Regions from separate parts of the Mus musculus genome. Here regions 2, 3, 4 and 5 are each linked to region 1. The links are chromatin contacts, called in public ChIA-PET, Hi-C, HiChIP or PLAC-seq and Micro-C maps. All regions are on one chromosome and are shown on one strand. Each heading gives the region's core, a stretch centred on a gene start, on an enhancer-like site or on the middle of the called end of the contact. The rest is flanking DNA. Distances are from core to core; before and after follow the strand shown. Region 1 holds the start of Mgat5 (mannoside acetylglucosaminyltransferase 5). Region 2 holds the start of Tmem163 (transmembrane protein 163). Region 3 overlaps Tmem163 (transmembrane protein 163). Region 4 overlaps Tmem163 (transmembrane protein 163). Region 5 overlaps Mgat5 (mannoside acetylglucosaminyltransferase 5).

The links. A called contact is a pair of places that touch in the nucleus more often than the background predicts. ChIA-PET counts read pairs in DNA pulled down with a chosen protein or histone mark. HiChIP or PLAC-seq counts read pairs in DNA pulled down with a chosen protein or histone mark.
Region 2: a Micro-C map of embryonic stem cells shows a contact between it and region 1, with 1.6 times the contacts expected there. The contact joins the promoter of Tmem163 here to the promoter of Mgat5 in region 1. A contact is called at or near these places in 3 of 39 promoter capture datasets (embryonic stem cells, liver and pre-B cells), 16 of 484 Hi-C or Micro-C datasets (B cells, the C2C12 cell line, CD4 T cells and 9 more), 7 of 115 datasets of contacts at active chromatin or transcription factors (T-cell acute lymphoblastic leukemia, bone marrow-derived macrophages, effector CD8 T cells and 4 more) and 4 of 9 other capture datasets (adipose tissue, embryonic stem cells, liver and 1 more).
Region 3: an RNA polymerase II ChIA-PET map of memory CD8 T cells shows a contact between it and region 1, with 18 read pairs. The contact joins the enhancer-like site here to the promoter of Mgat5 in region 1. A contact is called at or near these places in 6 of 115 datasets of contacts at active chromatin or transcription factors (CD8 T cells, bone marrow-derived macrophages, effector CD8 T cells and 3 more).
Region 4: a contact with region 1 is called in an H3K4me3 HiChIP or PLAC-seq map of embryonic stem cells, with 9 read pairs. The contact joins the enhancer-like site here to the promoter of Mgat5 in region 1. A contact is called at or near these places in 1 of 39 promoter capture datasets (the 3T3-L1 cell line), 1 of 115 datasets of contacts at active chromatin or transcription factors (embryonic stem cells) and 1 of 9 other capture datasets (adipose tissue).
Region 5: a contact with region 1 is called in a Hi-C map of B cells, with 2.8 times the contacts expected there. The contact joins the enhancer-like site here to the promoter of Mgat5 in region 1. A contact is called at or near these places in 15 of 39 promoter capture datasets (the 3T3-L1 cell line, 3T3-L1-derived adipocytes, the C10 cell line and 9 more), 4 of 15 datasets of contacts at CTCF or cohesin (the NIH/3T3 cell line, large pre-B cells and pro-B cells), 80 of 484 Hi-C or Micro-C datasets (3T3-L1-derived adipocytes, the 63-12 cell line, the AML12 cell line and 64 more), 46 of 115 datasets of contacts at active chromatin or transcription factors (the 230-238 cell line, CD8 T cells, the NIH/3T3 cell line and 31 more) and 5 of 9 other capture datasets (adipose tissue, embryonic stem cells, liver and 2 more).

The regions. Positions count from the first base shown.
Region 1 is chr1:127,203,562-127,206,427 of GRCm38.p6, forward strand. Mgat5 (mannoside acetylglucosaminyltransferase 5) reads left to right here and starts at 1,425. Exons shown (of 18, transcript NM_145128.3): 1 at 1,425-1,866.
Region 2 is chr1:127,676,561-127,679,426 of GRCm38.p6, forward strand. It overlaps Tmem163 (transmembrane protein 163), which reads right to left and starts at 1,461. Exons shown (of 8, transcript NM_028135.2): 1 at 871-1,461. The coding sequence starts at 1,069.
Region 3 is chr1:127,636,611-127,639,476 of GRCm38.p6, forward strand. All of the region lies in intron 2 of Tmem163 (transmembrane protein 163), which reads right to left. Among named protein-coding and RNA genes, the nearest start is that of Tmem163, 40 kb to the right of the region's middle. Within about 2 kb of position 1,506, at least 20 of the 459 cell types and tissues checked have an H3K27ac peak or open chromatin away from gene starts, as enhancers often do. A contact at or near this core is called in CD8 T cells, effector CD8 T cells and memory CD8 T cells, where this site is marked.
Region 4 is chr1:127,506,124-127,508,989 of GRCm38.p6, forward strand. All of the region lies in intron 5 of Tmem163 (transmembrane protein 163), which reads right to left. Among named protein-coding and RNA genes, the nearest start is that of Gm41947, 28 kb to the left of the region's middle. Within about 2 kb of position 1,393, at least 13 of the 459 cell types and tissues checked have an H3K27ac peak or open chromatin away from gene starts, as enhancers often do. A contact at or near this core is called in embryonic stem cells, where this site is marked.
Region 5 is chr1:127,468,959-127,471,824 of GRCm38.p6, forward strand. Mgat5 (mannoside acetylglucosaminyltransferase 5) reads left to right here. Exons shown (of 18, transcript NM_145128.3): 15 at 234-350; 16 at 2,543-2,617. All of the region lies in intron 1 of Gm41947 (a long non-coding RNA gene), which reads right to left. Among named protein-coding and RNA genes, the nearest start is that of Gm41947, 9.1 kb to the right of the region's middle. Within about 2 kb of position 1,358, at least 20 of the 459 cell types and tissues checked have an H3K27ac peak or open chromatin away from gene starts, as enhancers often do. A contact at or near this core is called in B cells, acute myeloid leukemia, centrocytes and 3 more, where this site is marked.

The sequences.
Region 1 (2,866 bases), core at 175-2,674:
GAAGCTCTTCTGATCCAGAAGTAGCCCAGCCTCTTCCTCCAGGTGGATGTTAAAGAAGGGCTGATTTCATTTGTGTACATTCCCAGGGTGCTCCAAGCAGGAGACAACACCACAGGTGTGTTCTATGAAGGACCTGGGTGTCAAGAGCTCTTACTCACTGGCTGTGTAGCCGAGAGGGCTACTTCACAAAACGCAGAAGAGGAACTAAATTGTTTCTAGTGTTAAAAAAAAAAATCCAAAATTCTATAATCCCCAGGTTTAAAATAATTCTGCCGGGGATGTGGAGGGGGGCAAGTTAGGGTGAAATTAGCCTAAGAACGGAGCTGTGAAACAAGGTTGAAGAAATTCTGCAGGATAAACCCTTCTACTGTAACTGGATATAGCGATGGCTCACAGGAGCAGAACTTCCTGTCATTTACACCCCGGGTAATCCATCAGTCCACCCTCCTTCCATTCCAGACAACACTTAACCAGGATCTATAATGCTCCGTGATGTAAATGCACGGCCAGCTCCCTGGAGGGTGGCCGATTGAATATTGCTTGCTAGTCAGTGTTTCATTGTGGTGCCCTCAGGGCAGGAGATGTGTTTTATTTCTGTTTGAATTTACAAGAGTACGGTGTTAAGCTGTCCAGGCTGCTCATAAAACGCAGACTGAGCAGAGAAAAAGAAGCACATTAGAAAAATTGTGTGCCTACTGTGTACCAGTCACTGCCAAACCCTTTACAAATATTTCATTACATTTTCACAATAATGTCATGGAGCAGCCGTTATTGCCCTCATTAATAGAGCCGCTAAGAGGATCCGGATAAATGACTTGCTCAGGGTCACCAAAGCCAAGGGTGTGATGCTTGTAATTCCTGTACTCAGGAGATGGAGGCAAGAAGATCCAGAGTTCGAGGGTATGCTCTGTTAAAAGCAAGTTCATCGAGGCCAGTCTGGGTTAGGTAAGACTGCACCACCCCCCCCCCCCCCCATCACAAAATAAACAAATACAAATCTGTTCAGTTAAAAAAAAAAAGACACGGGACAGAAATTCCTACTGTTTTTGCCAATCTACTCTATAAAGTATAAAAATGGAGCTCAGGGCGTTTGTTAAAAGTTGGCAAGACCCCCTAAACAGTTGAGCCCGCCATCTCCTCCCCACTGGTTTCACTCCTGAAAGGTCCCTGTCCTGAGGAGGCCCAGAGACCATCACTCTGGAGAATGCACTGTATGTAACAGTAATTGTACCCTGCCCCTGACCTTGCTAGAGTATTATTTACTCAGCTCCCTCGGTCTAGCTCTCTGCCTGTTTCTCCTTGGGCTGCGGAATGGAGCGGCTTCAAGTCCTCCTGTACAGGGTCTAGAGTTTGCAGACGATCCCCGAGAAGCCGAGGCGTTCCGAATTGGCTGAGCGCTCTGCCGGGGTGGGCGGGGAATTTGCGGAACGTCCGTGGCCCGGAATCCCTTTGCCTTGGAGAGCGGCGCGAGCCTAGAAGCTGAGAGAAGTTGGGTAGGTCGATCCGGGAAGGGTAGCAGAAACCTCGAAAAGATCTCCTAACCATTCTGTCCTGATCGTTTGGACTCAGGAGGAACGTCCCTGCTTGCGTCTAGGGGCGGAAGGTGGACGCGCTGCGCACGGCCCCGACAGGGCTGGTAGTTTTCAGACCGTCCCTGCCGAGGCCCGCTCGCCCGGCAGCCCTGCGGCTCCCGCGGTGGCGGCGGCGGCCCCAGGCTCGATCTAGCCCAGGTAGCCGCATCTCAGTCTCAGGGGGCGCTCTGACCCCGCTCCTGGCTGTGCCTGGGACCTCTGTTCCTGGAGCAAGGCTGCTGGAGAGTGAACCCGACTGCTACTGATGGTGCTTCTGCTGCTCCCCTACTAGCAGGTAAGAGCTGCTGCAGGGTCGAGCGATCGATTCAGAAGCTCGCCATCCCCCTTCGGGGAGATGCACGGACTGTGGATCGCGGGGGGACGCGTGGGGGATGTTAGGGGAGATGAGGCAGCCCTTATCCGGCCCAACGCTGACACCGGGGGCTGCGTGGGTGGATGTTCTGGCCGTGTTTGATTTGGGACGGGGGTGGGAACCCCAGAGTACAACCGAGGGACCCGCTTGGAGGGTCCACCACCTGCTCAGAGGCATCCCCTCTCATGGGACCCCGAAGATCTTCTCTAGCCTCTGAGGCTTTTAGGCTTCCAAGGAACTGTCCAGAAGGGGCTCGGGTGGCGTGGGCTGGAGGCGAGAAGCTGAGATTGGCATTTTGGACGCTGGGACCGCGATGAAACCAGAAACCAGGATGCCAGCGTGGGCCGGGCTAGGGTCCTGGGGATCCGAGAGCTCAGCGTGAGATGTGCCTTGAGCCAGTTGGAAGGAAGAATGAAGAGTGGGACCCCAGGTCCCTGGGGAGAAGGGATATAAAGATCCAAAGCTCCAGGCTGAAAGGTCAAGAAGACCCTTCGTAACCTAGAGAGCCTTAGGGACAGCCCGCCCCGGCCGCGATCCTGCCGGCGTGCACCCACGACTGGGAGATGGCAGAGGCTGCGGGATGTAAGGGCGACACCCGCGTACACACTCCCCCAGAGCATGCTCAGTGCGGTCCTGGGAACTTCCTGCCGAGTCGCCAGGCCAGCCTCTTTGGTCCCCTTTGGGGCCGCAGCTCGCTAAATTGGGGGTAGGGGGTGTGCGAGTGGGGAATCTCTGTACCCTCTTGTTCACCCTTTCTCGTCCCTCGGCCTCTGCCTGGCCTGTGACGGGCACCAGGGTTCTGCTTTCCAGAGCCACTCTGGCCTCTGGAGACGGGGGCGTGGATGTCATACCCTTGCTCCCTGAGGGTGGAAGACCAGAGGCCTGGTGACGCGTCGGTCTGCCAGGTGGACCCACTCTCAGG
Region 2 (2,866 bases), core at 211-2,710, 470 kb after region 1:
AAAAGACCGTGCTGCAGAGACCCCCAAATCCGCCAGCAACGGTTTCAGCAGCACCGTTGATAGTTTTCGAGGGGGGCCAATTAAGAAGCAGCAAGAAAGGGGAATGGTGTAGATGCGGTCGTCTTCGCAAAGAACCCAAGCTGAAGGCCGCTAGAGCAGGATGGGGAAGGAGAGCCAGGTGGGGGAATGAGGGATCCCTAACGTTCGACGCAGCCCCACTAAGGAGACAGTGGTTGTAAGCGGGAGATGGTGATGCCTTCCAGGGGACGCACCGGGTACAAGGCCAGCGTCCAAGGAAGGACTCAGAGCTGGACACACTCTCTCCAGGAAGTATCAGCGCGGATAGCATCTGTGCAGATCAGGTTGGTAGCCAGACCCCAAACATCCTAACCTCTCTGCCAGCACCCTCACACTATGGGGCGGTGACCGCTGTGACCCAGGATCCAGGGAGCTTCGGCCCCACGCACGTCCAGAGGCTAAGGGGACCCTAGCTGTCACCCTACCGGGTGCTCTGCCACTAACCAAAAAAATTAATTAATAATAATAATAACTTTCCCCGGGTGGCTGGGCTTGCGCAGCGGGATGCTTTGGAACCCACATCTCCCAGCACCGAGAGGAATCCCTTGGTCCCCCGTAAGACACTAAGAACCCTGTCTGCAAACTTTTCCCGCGAGCACCGGAGAAGGCTGGCCTAAGCACCCTCCGAGATCGGAAAACTGAAAGAGGCTCTCGGGAGGCACCGCTGCCCGACCCTCATGGATCCCGAAAGGTGGAATAGTCGCTTCCGCTCTTTGCACCAAGCTCCGCAAATAGGGGACAGGTGGCTTGAGAGGGGCGGAGAGGAAGGAGCGCGGGGCGGTGGTAGCTCACCTCGGTCTTCCAACCCGTCGCTGAACTGGCCGCTCTCGCTGATCCGTGGCTGCCTTTCCTCATCAGACTGCACAGAGGAGCTCATCGGAGCCGGGCTGGGGGCGGGGGCGGCGGTCGAGGGCGCGTGGCCCCGCGGTGGCGGCCGCGGGACTCCGGGGCCAGGGGGGCTGCGGCGCTCGCTGCCCAGAGCCGGCTCCATGGCGCCGGGGCTGCAGATCCCCCGAGGCGAAGCCGACCACGATGGAGACACGAAGTCCAAAGTGCCAGAGACCGAGGGCACCGAGAGAGAGCTTCGCCCGTACCGCGGTGAGCGGCAGGTCCGCCGCTAGCACACCGAGTGGCGGAGGCTGGTGCCGCGCTGTCGCCGCTGCGCTCCGCCCCCGGGGGCAGGTGCGGGCGGCAGGGACCCGCCCCGAGGCGCTAAGCCCGGGCACTGGTATCGATGCACCCAGGCGAGTGGAGAGGGAGGGCCCCGGACGGTCCAGACGCGTGGAAGCTGAGGGAACTGTTAGGGGGCGTGGGGACCAGCCTGCGGGTAGCGCAGGGCTGGGTGAGGGCGTGACGGAGGACGCGCCCCCCACTCACGTCGCGGATTGGTGCCCAGGAGGGACCCTTCCACCCTAATTACTCTGCAGTCCTCGGAGCCTGTGGCCGCGCGTGGGCAGGAGAGAGGGCATCGCAGCTCATCCGGCCTTTTTTCTCTCCCGGAGCCACACAGGCTACAAGGATTGCACCTTGTCCCCGCCTGCCCAAGCAGGCACCAGGATTCACCTGTTCCCCAGCCTCTGGATCTGCTGCCCTTAAATGGCTTTAACTCTCATCTCAGTTTCTCTCTTGCACCAACTTAGATTGAGGTGCTGCTGGAACCGTGGCTTGTCCCCCCCTCCCCCAGACCTCCCATTACGACTATCCTTGGGCCTTTCCCATCCATCTGTCAACCTCTCTAAGCGTTCAGGATCCGTCCCCTTGCTGCGGATGCTCACCCCTGTTCTTCATCTCTGACCATAACAACTTCCCACACTTGGGCAGTGAGCCTGGTCTCCCCAGCGAAGCTGCAACCTGGTCCACAGGGCCGGCTGGGGAAGACCCACAGGCGAACCGGCCGCCTAACGGATTGGGGACCCGATTGATTGCATTTACATCCGAGCTCTAGAGAGTCTAGATTTTATCAATAGGTTGGTATCAGTCTCTAAATTTCATCTGAGTACTCTAACATGCCAATTCCTTCATTTAAAGGAATCCACCCTGTTTTCTTTTGAGAGTAACCGGTTTCCTTTCTTGGTTTCCGCTCTGCCAGGGAACATAGAAGTCAGGATATGATTTAAATGTCTCTGTGGGGTTCCAGAGATGAGAAGGGAGTCACATTTTGTTGGGATCAGATCTGAGTGATCTCGGCTCCAGTTCGGTCTTCCGTTGTGTTTTTTTTAAACAATAATTTCAACTGTAAACTGAAAGCATCGAACTAGGTCATTTCAACACTCCTTTTTTTTTTTTCCTATGAAGAAAATGAAATTTTCAACAGCCCCTTCTTTTCTTTAAAGAAAATTAAACGCCATGTTCACTGGGCTTAAGACACACACACACACACACACACACACACACACAGAGAGAGAGAGAGAGAGAGAGAGAGAGAGAGAGAGAGAGAGAGAGTTTTTACCACTGATCCTGACGCTGTTCTTGGTACAAATGCTTCACATGTACAGAGCCCTCCGTCCTCTCGCATCCTGGATTGTGGGGGTTGTTTTTTGTTTTGTTTTTGTTTTCCTTTTTCTTTTTTCTTTTTTGTTCCAGATGATTCCATTGGCTGCCCTCTCAACGGTAGTCAAAGAATCACCCCAAGAACAAAAATATCCAGGCCTTGAGCACTGTGGAGGTCGATGTCACAGGCTGCAACAGAGTTGGCTGAAACGTTAACGCAGTGGCTTTTAGACTTCATCCCCCTCCTAATATTCTGCTTTTTTGAAAATTATATTTTCTTTTTCACTGTGGTCTTGGG
Region 3 (2,866 bases), core at 256-2,755, 430 kb after region 1:
GATGGACTCAGCTCACTGTCAATTCCAAGCCACTAGCTTGAAATGAACCAGGTTGTAAAATAGTATTAGTAATAATAATAATAATCCCTAAATTTGAGCAACCAGTTTGTCTGAGTCAACCCACTGCAATTCACTAAGTGGTAGCCTTCTCTTGCTAAAAAGAAAGTCATTATAAAAATATTCAGATCCCTGAATCTTTACTCCTTCTTATGGATACAGCATCACCCTTTTGTGTGTTCTCCTTAAGGGATGTGTTCTCAATGGGTAATAGATTAACTGCAGGGGATAGATGGATGGGTGGGTGGATGGACAGACAGACAGACAGGCAGACAGATACATAGGCACAGATATAGATATATGCATGCAATGGGCATATAAATTTATATCCAAATATATCTTGTTCTGGTTGCTTAATTCAGATATCACACAGAGAATGGATTTAAAGTATACAATTCAATAAGATTTTTCATGAATTCAGAATTTTACAACTGTCACCGCATTGAACATCAGAATGCTGTTGGCACCCCTAAAAGAAGATCTCTACCTCTTAGAAGTCACTTCTCATGGGTACCAACATTTCCAGTCCCAGGCAACTGTTAATTTTCTTTTCCCTGCTACATATTTGCTGCCTGTTGTGAATTAGTCACATAAAGCGAATCACACAACATCATATACATCATATATATGTATGTGTGTGTGTGTATATACAGAGAGAGAGAGAGAGAGAGAGAGAGAGAGAGAGAGAGAGAGAGAGAGAGAGAGAGAGAGAGAGAGAGAGAAGAGGCTGGAAAGAAAACTCAGTGACTAAAGTACATGAGGACCTGTACAGGTATGGAGGCTATCCCAGGGACAGAGGATCCCTAAGACTCTCTGCCAAGCCAACAGTACATGACTGGTAAGCTCCAAATTTAATGAGAGATTCTGTCTCAAAACAAGATAGACAGTACCTGAGGAGTGACACTTGAAGTTGACCTCTGGCTTCCATATGTGCAAGTATGTGTTCAAATACACACAGGGATACACAAAGACACATAAACACACACATACACAGAGAGAAATGGACACACATGCAAGAAGAAAGATAGATAGACAGATGTATAGACACACACAGAGACATAGACAACACACAGTGCATATGGATCCTGTAAAGCAGTCCTAAATGAGGACATTAATTATTCTCCTATTATCTTATTGAACCAGCTGATAAAGGGCAAATAAAACATAAAGATGAATATATCTCTACAATGTGCCTGCAATTTTTCTTTTTCAGTTCTTCCAAGATAGCATTTTAAGCAGACACAGAGATGGGAAATGACATTAAAATGTCCACTTTCAAACAGTAGAACTTTTAATCACTTCAGCAGCGAGCCTGCTCCCCTTTCCCTTCTGTGGACAGTGTCACTTTGGCTAGAAGAATGAGCTTTGAAGATGATTAATATCCGGAGGGTGGTACAGAGGAAAAGACCAACACCCAGACACCACAGAAAGAGCTATTTTTAAAGGTGTCTGTGAAGTGACAGTGACTGATCTTGGGATTGTCACCCTCAGCACAAAGCCTCACTTCTAGGAAACATGCCCCAGCAGAAAGCTCATTGCCCTGCATGTAGAAAGGAGTGAGGGCCAGGGACCAAGGGTGGGGGTGGCCTTCTGAACTGAAAAGCAACTACTGGCTTTCCATATAAGTTGAGTTTTTTAAGTTCCACCATGTAATAACTTTTGTTATTTCCTGTTTGTGAGCAAACAGGAAAGAGCTAATTTCATCTTAAGGTAGAGGAACAGTTTAAATGTGTGAAAGATCTTTTGTAATGAAATCATCTAAAGCCAACAGAATACAAAACCGTATTTGTGATATGGCCATCATGTTTCTTAGAGTAGACTTCAAAATTTGTTGAAATGAACAAGAAATATTAAAATGGCTCTGCCTGGGATATGAAAGAATGGAAGAAGAGCATCCCCTTTCCCATAGCATGTTTAATTTTATAATTTAATTATGTAATAAGTACCCATGTTAGCTGACTTTCTTAATGCTGTGCCAGACATTTAACAGAAGCATCTTAAGGGAGGGAGGGCTTATTTGGGGTGACAGTCAGAGGGGACAGCTTGCTGTGACATGGAAAGCAGGCAGCAGGAGCATGAGGCAGCTGGTCACATGACATCTACAGTCAAGAAGCAGAAAGAGATGGATGCTGGTGCTCAGCTCACTGTCTCTGGCTTCGTTCAGTCCAGGACCCCAGTCTATGGACCAAATGCCCACATTTAGGGTGTGTCTTCCCTCTTCAGTTAAACCTGTCTAGAAACAGATACACCAAGGATTGTGTTTCCATCATGATTTTTAAATCCAGCCAAGCTGACAAGGAAGATTCACCAACTTGGTAACTAAATCAATCTATCGTCACCGTTTTAGCAACCTCACCCTGTGTCTCGGGTTCTCAAGGCACATGGATGGCACAGCAGTCCCCTGAGTCTCTGGAGACCCAGGAAGGAAGGGACTCACGAGGCTGTAGTTGGGGAACAGTTTAACCCAGGAAAGTGACTCTGGGACCCACCCTCCTTTCAGGGGTCATACTTCCCAACCCCCACAACAGAACATGATAAGACCCCAGGCCACCTGTGACACTCTCTATCTCACAGCTTTTTTTTCTGGTTTTGGTAAAGCAGATTAAGCACAGCTAATTGATTATTTTCAGCTCCAGTATGTCCATTTTCCATGACTGCAATGGGCTATTCAAAACCATCTTTAACATATCTGCCCCCGGCCCTAGTGACAAAGGCTTTTTGATTAATCAAACTTTAGTCAAGCATCTAACTCTCCCACTGGACCTGTCTGGGTATTTCCATGTAAAATTGTTGCAGCTGATTTTGTTGT
Region 4 (2,866 bases), core at 143-2,642, 300 kb after region 1:
GGAAAATCGCCAAAAAGAATTAACCAGACAGGATCTGTGGCTTAGAACTCAGCAAGTCACAGGACTAAGAGGGTCATGACTAGTAATATCCTGCCTCCCAAGTGTACCTAGTGACTAAGGTTTTCAAGCATTATTACTCTATTTTATTTTATTTTATTTTATTTTATTTTATTTTACTTTATTTTTCTGAGACAGGGTTCATGCAGACCAGGCTAGCCTCAAACTCACTATAAAACAAGGGATGCCCCTGAACTCTAATCTTTTGGCTTCCATCTCTGGGATTGTCAGTAGGTGCCATCCTGTATGTTTTTTTATTGAGGTATAATTAATGTACATTTAATACAAAGATTACAAGGCTCGAAAGCTGGCTTAGTGGGTAGTTGGCGCTTGCTGCCAAGCCGAACCCTCTCCGAACTCAGTCCCAGCCCCATGAGAAAAGGAAAGGTCTGACTCCTGTAAGCTATCCTCTGATCTCCACACTCTCACAGTGGCGTGCACGCCCCTACACTAAAAATATTAAGCTATAATAAAACATTTGAACATAGATATTAGAGATTGACTCTTATTGTGACAGTAGTAAAACATAAATAAACCAACCAAAAAAAACCCAGAAAGTTCTCTCCCCCAGACACCCAGCAAGCTCCCTCATACCCTCACTTAACCCCACACAGTTGCTTTATGACTTCACGCACATATATTAATCCCTCCTGTCCTTGGATTTTATACAGTTGGCCACACAGTATGCGTGTTTCCATCAGAATTCTTTTATCATGTTCTGAGGCTCATACATGTTGCTGCAAGCTTCAGCCCCTTCTCCTGCGTGGTCTGATGTTTATTCTACTGGTCTCAGCACCTTCCAAAAAAAAGTTGGGGTTTTGGTTTTGGTTTTGGTTTTGGTTTTTTATAATTACATCTATGCTGCTTGTGCTTAAAGCACTTTTTCCCCATTTAGGTTCCCAGTGGAGAAATTGTTACTTCATGGAGCTAACAAATAGAAGGGCAGCCAAGAGGGCCTGTATTGGGATTCTCTAGAGAAGGGTAATGAGCGAGGGCACGCGCACGCACGCGCAGTTGATTAATCAAATTGCCGGCAGCCAGTCCAAGGGTGACCATCTGCACCTTTGTAAAGCTGAGAACCCAGTAGCTGAGCAGTCCATGAGGCCAGGTGACTCAGCAGTCCCTGTCTGGTGCTAAAGAAGCCCTGGAGGACTCCTGAAGAGCTGCGGGGCTTCAGCCTACAGTGGAAAGCTGAAGAAACTGGGTTCTGATGGTGGGGAAGGACGGTGGCAGGAGATTCATTTAACAGTAACAAGTGAAGGCCACCTGGGAGGCGGCACCACCCATTCTGAGACAGGGTCCTTTGTCTCAGTTAACCCTTCCTGGAAATTCCCTCACAGACCCACCCAAAGGTCAATTCCAGCTACAAGCCATCTGGCAATCAAGATTTAACCTCACAAGGTCTAATGCTGTCCCCTTATTTAGGAGACCAGGAGGTAAAGTCAGAGAGAAAAGAGCAAAGGTGGAGGCTTAGCTGTGCTTCCTCCATTGGGAGCTACAACAGACTCTTAGAAAGCTAGTCCAATCACAGAGTGAGATCTTGGCCATCAGGATATGTCCATGAAAATGTGCCTCTTCCAACTTGCTGGCTAATATGGAACATCACCCTCTCTCAGCATCCCACTCCCCCAAGATCCCTCCCATCAACACACAGGGTAAGGACATCTGATTGCATCTTCTCCATGACTTTCATCCATTCATATACTTCCATACATAGTAAAACATGGCCAACCTTTTGACATTGTAACACCATCTGTCATCTACAAAGTCCAAGCTGGAAAAAACACACAACGGAGTTAAAAAGGGAGGGAGGGAGGGAGGGAGAAAGGGAGGAAGGGAGAGAGAGAGAGAGAGAGAGAGAGAGGTGGGAGAGAGAGAGAGAGAGAGAGAGAGAGAGGAAAAATCTCATAATGTTTTAAGTGAGTAGAGTTTTATGTGGCCGCATTCATAGCTATCCTGTGGCACAGGCATGAGTTGCCAGGCACGCCAAGCAGCTGTTTCTAGCATCACCTTGCTGAGTCTCTCTGCAGTCCCAGGCACCACTCCTGTTTTCCCCAGACAGCTGCATCTCTGAGCCTTTGTATTCATGCCGCTGCTCACAGGAAAACCTTGTGTCAAAATGAAATTATTTCAATAGTGTGTGCCAGTTGTCACCTCCCATGCGGGGCTTATTCTTTATAGGAGGTGACAGTAACAGTTGCAACACTGGGACACGATGAACTATAGCTACTAACATCAGATGGAGGCCGGATCTGCCACCCTTCCCCTGTTGACCCCCGCTTTCCTGTTCATAGGATGTGAGATGGTGAGAGGGGACTCTGGAGGCTCGCTTGCTTATGCCTGCAAAAAGGCGTCCTTTGCCTTCCTAATGAGGACAGATTTCAAACCGTTCCGACACTGCATGTGTCAGAGTGCCACCAGGGCGATGCTGGTGCCGGCTGAATAATGCATGAGAATCGATTTATGGCCCCAGGTGAAATTAAAACAGTCATTCTCATCTTCAGAACTTTTCGTCACCACCCTCCCCCGCCCCCTCAGATGTGTGGAAATCACACTAAGCACAAGCCTCATCCCTCCCCCACCCCCAGTGATTAAATTATATATTGACAAATTACTCTGTGCTCCCATTCGAAGGCCTGGAATTTTGTAAGTTAGCATCAGACCATGTGGAAGTCAGGATGTTGAACACTGATGCCTGGATCAGTGGTAATAAAAAGGGAATACTGGGGGTATTCCTTTAAGTGGCTAAAGACCGACTGGGTCATGCTAGTCCTGACATTTTCTGGTCAGGCTGATAGGTCCTGCTGAG
Region 5 (2,866 bases), core at 108-2,607, 270 kb after region 1:
ACTGTTCTATTTCCAAATGGGCTTCAAAAGTTCAAGACATCACTCTATTTTTTTTTTTCTATCTGCCTGTTAGAAGGTTTTGTTTGCTACAGGGAGGACAAGAACGCTTCATCTCCTGTTTAAGTTCAACTTGACTTGACGTGTAAAGACAGAATGCCTTGTCTAGCCCACACCTTTATCTGAGCAGCTGTGCATCTATGAAACTAAGAGGCAGCATGTCTTCTGTCTTACAGCTGACATCCCAGCATCCTTACGCAGAAGTCTTCATCGGCCGGCCACACGTCTGGACTGTGGATCTCAATAACCGAGAGGAAGTAGAAGATGCAGTAAAAGCCATCTTAAACCAGAAGGTTGCTGTTTGTTTGTTTGTTTGTTTGTTTGTTTGTTTGTTTGTTTGTTTTGTCTGTTTTTCCACCTGCCTGCATTTGACCTGTGCCCTGGAACACATGTGGGACATTGCAGTCCCTTGCTGTCAGTAAACAGAGCAGACCATAGCCTAGCCATAGCATCTGGCCTGAGGATTTTGAGGAGGCTCTGGGAGATACAAAACAGCTGGTGGCAGATGTGGGCTTGGGTCTCAGACCCTGCTGACAGGCCTTTTAGGCTCATGGGTCCCAGGCATGAAGAGAGCGGCTAGAGTCATACATGTTCACATGATCTAATCCTGTCCTTGGAGAGATCTGTAGAAAATTGGTAGCTTATCCTACCTAACCCAAAAGGGTAAAAGTTATAAAGTAGGGTGTGTATGTGTGTGCATTTACATGTTTCTGTGAACTTGGGTGTGTTACACATGCATTCACATGTGTGTGAGTTCTCTGTTGCTCTCCACTGTATTTTTCTTGAGACTTGTATTTTTCACTAAGTCTCAAGCACATTGGCCTGGCAGGCTGGCCAGTGAGCTCTAGCGATCCACCTGTCTCCACCTCCAGCAGCAAAATTGCAGACATGCCCCACCCATGAGACACTTGGGGCCACAGATCTGAAGTTGGTCATTATCCCCAGTCTCATAGTTTTCTACAGAGTATGGTCTCTTTTTCTACCTAAACATGAGGTAGAATCTTGTTAAAGTAACCATTCTAGACGTATCTGATCAGTTTAAAAAGCATTGCTTAAATGCCTTTTGTATACAGGGCACTCTCCAAGTCATTCTGGGAAGACAGGGGATGTCTGTGCCCACCATAGATTGAGCTGCCCCCCAAACGTCTGCCTCCATAGGGAGTCTGCCATCCTGTGGGAGTTTAGTTTGCCCAGGACTGCTTTGGAAACTCTGAGGCACAGCCTCCCTGCCTTCTCCTCTCAAGCACCTTCCCCTTTGGTTATTTCCTGTTTGTGTAAGTGAGCTGTGAGGCGATCCGTAAACACAGACTCAAGAAGGAACTACTAACGGTGGTCCTCTGCCCCATCACCAACAATGCCGTGGGCTCCATATAGATGGACTGCTGGTGACTTCCTCTGACATGTGATCTCCACTTCCTGTTATGTAATGCAGAGGACACAGGTGTCAGGGTGCCAGCTGATGCCATGTAGCAGAGCCCAGTGCCATCTTTCCTGCCCTTCCCTCAGATGCCTCAGTGGCCATCAGAATGCTTCCTTCATCCCATGATCTTCTCCCTGTCCCCCTTCCATGATATTTAAGCTCCTGTATAGAAATCACAGGGCTATTGTGAAGCCATAAACCACACTGTACCTTGTCTCTCCAGCTCCCAATCCCAAGCTTCGGTTCTCTCGTATTTTCATATCATAACTCGCCCTCTGGACTAAGGCTGATCCGCAGCTGGAAGAATACTTGCCTAGCATGCACAAGTCCTAGGTTCCATCCCCAGTACCAAATAAGCCAGATATAATACCACATGTCTGATTCTAGCATCCAGGAGGTGGAGACAGGAGGATCAGAAGTTCAAGGTCACCCTCACCTATATAGCAAGGCTACCAGCTTAGACTATATAAGACATTTTCTCAGAGTAAAAGAAGTTCAGCCCTCCTAAGGCCTCTAGCTGAGCTCCATGGTCTTGGCACTTCATCCCTTTGGTTTGTAGCGTGAGTTCTTTGGATACATTCCCACCTCAACCACTACTGCAGACCAGCCCTTTCTCTCTCTATGCGTCCCTCAGAGCAGCGACCATGTCTTCATTCACCTGATGTTTGCTAAATCCCTGCACTCTGCCCAGCCCTGGGGTGCTGGTGATCCACAGCCATAAGCTTTATCCCACATGGTCCACCTACTAGCAAGTGGTAATGTCCACCCTTTTGAAGCCCTACTATGTGCTTGACACTATCCAAGCAGTTTCCCATGTACCTTCGCCACAGCTTAACAGAGAACAGTTAACGACTTAACACAGCTTCTTCTTGCAACTTGTTTACACATCAGGTACCTAAGACTTTGGGGAAGGGAGTTTGTTCAGGGTCTAGAGAGGAGCACAATGGGGCCTGAGCCCAGTCTGTCCAGTTCCAGGTCTGTCTGTAGTTTTAACGCTCCTGTGTGAGAACTAGTAAGTACCTCGTGTCCCATGTCCCCTTTCACAGTGCCCTGTTGTTTCTGCAGATTGAGCCGTATATGCCATATGAGTTCACATGTGAAGGCATGCTGCAGAGAATCAACGCTTTCATTGAAAAACAGGTAAGGCCTTCCAAAGTGTGTGTGTGTGTGTGTGTTTGCACGTGCGTGCTATGTCCCACTTCCTGTTTCCCAGCCCTCACTTGGTGCACTTCTCTGGTTAGTTGCCTGCTTTGGAAAACTTCACGTGACTCCATGACAACTCGTCATTTTTAAATGTTGCACTGTCATGGTCACCCAAGGGAGCCAGTCTTCCCTTGGAGTGTGTTCTCCAGGGCAGTGAAAGGTCATATGGACACTGACATTTGAGTG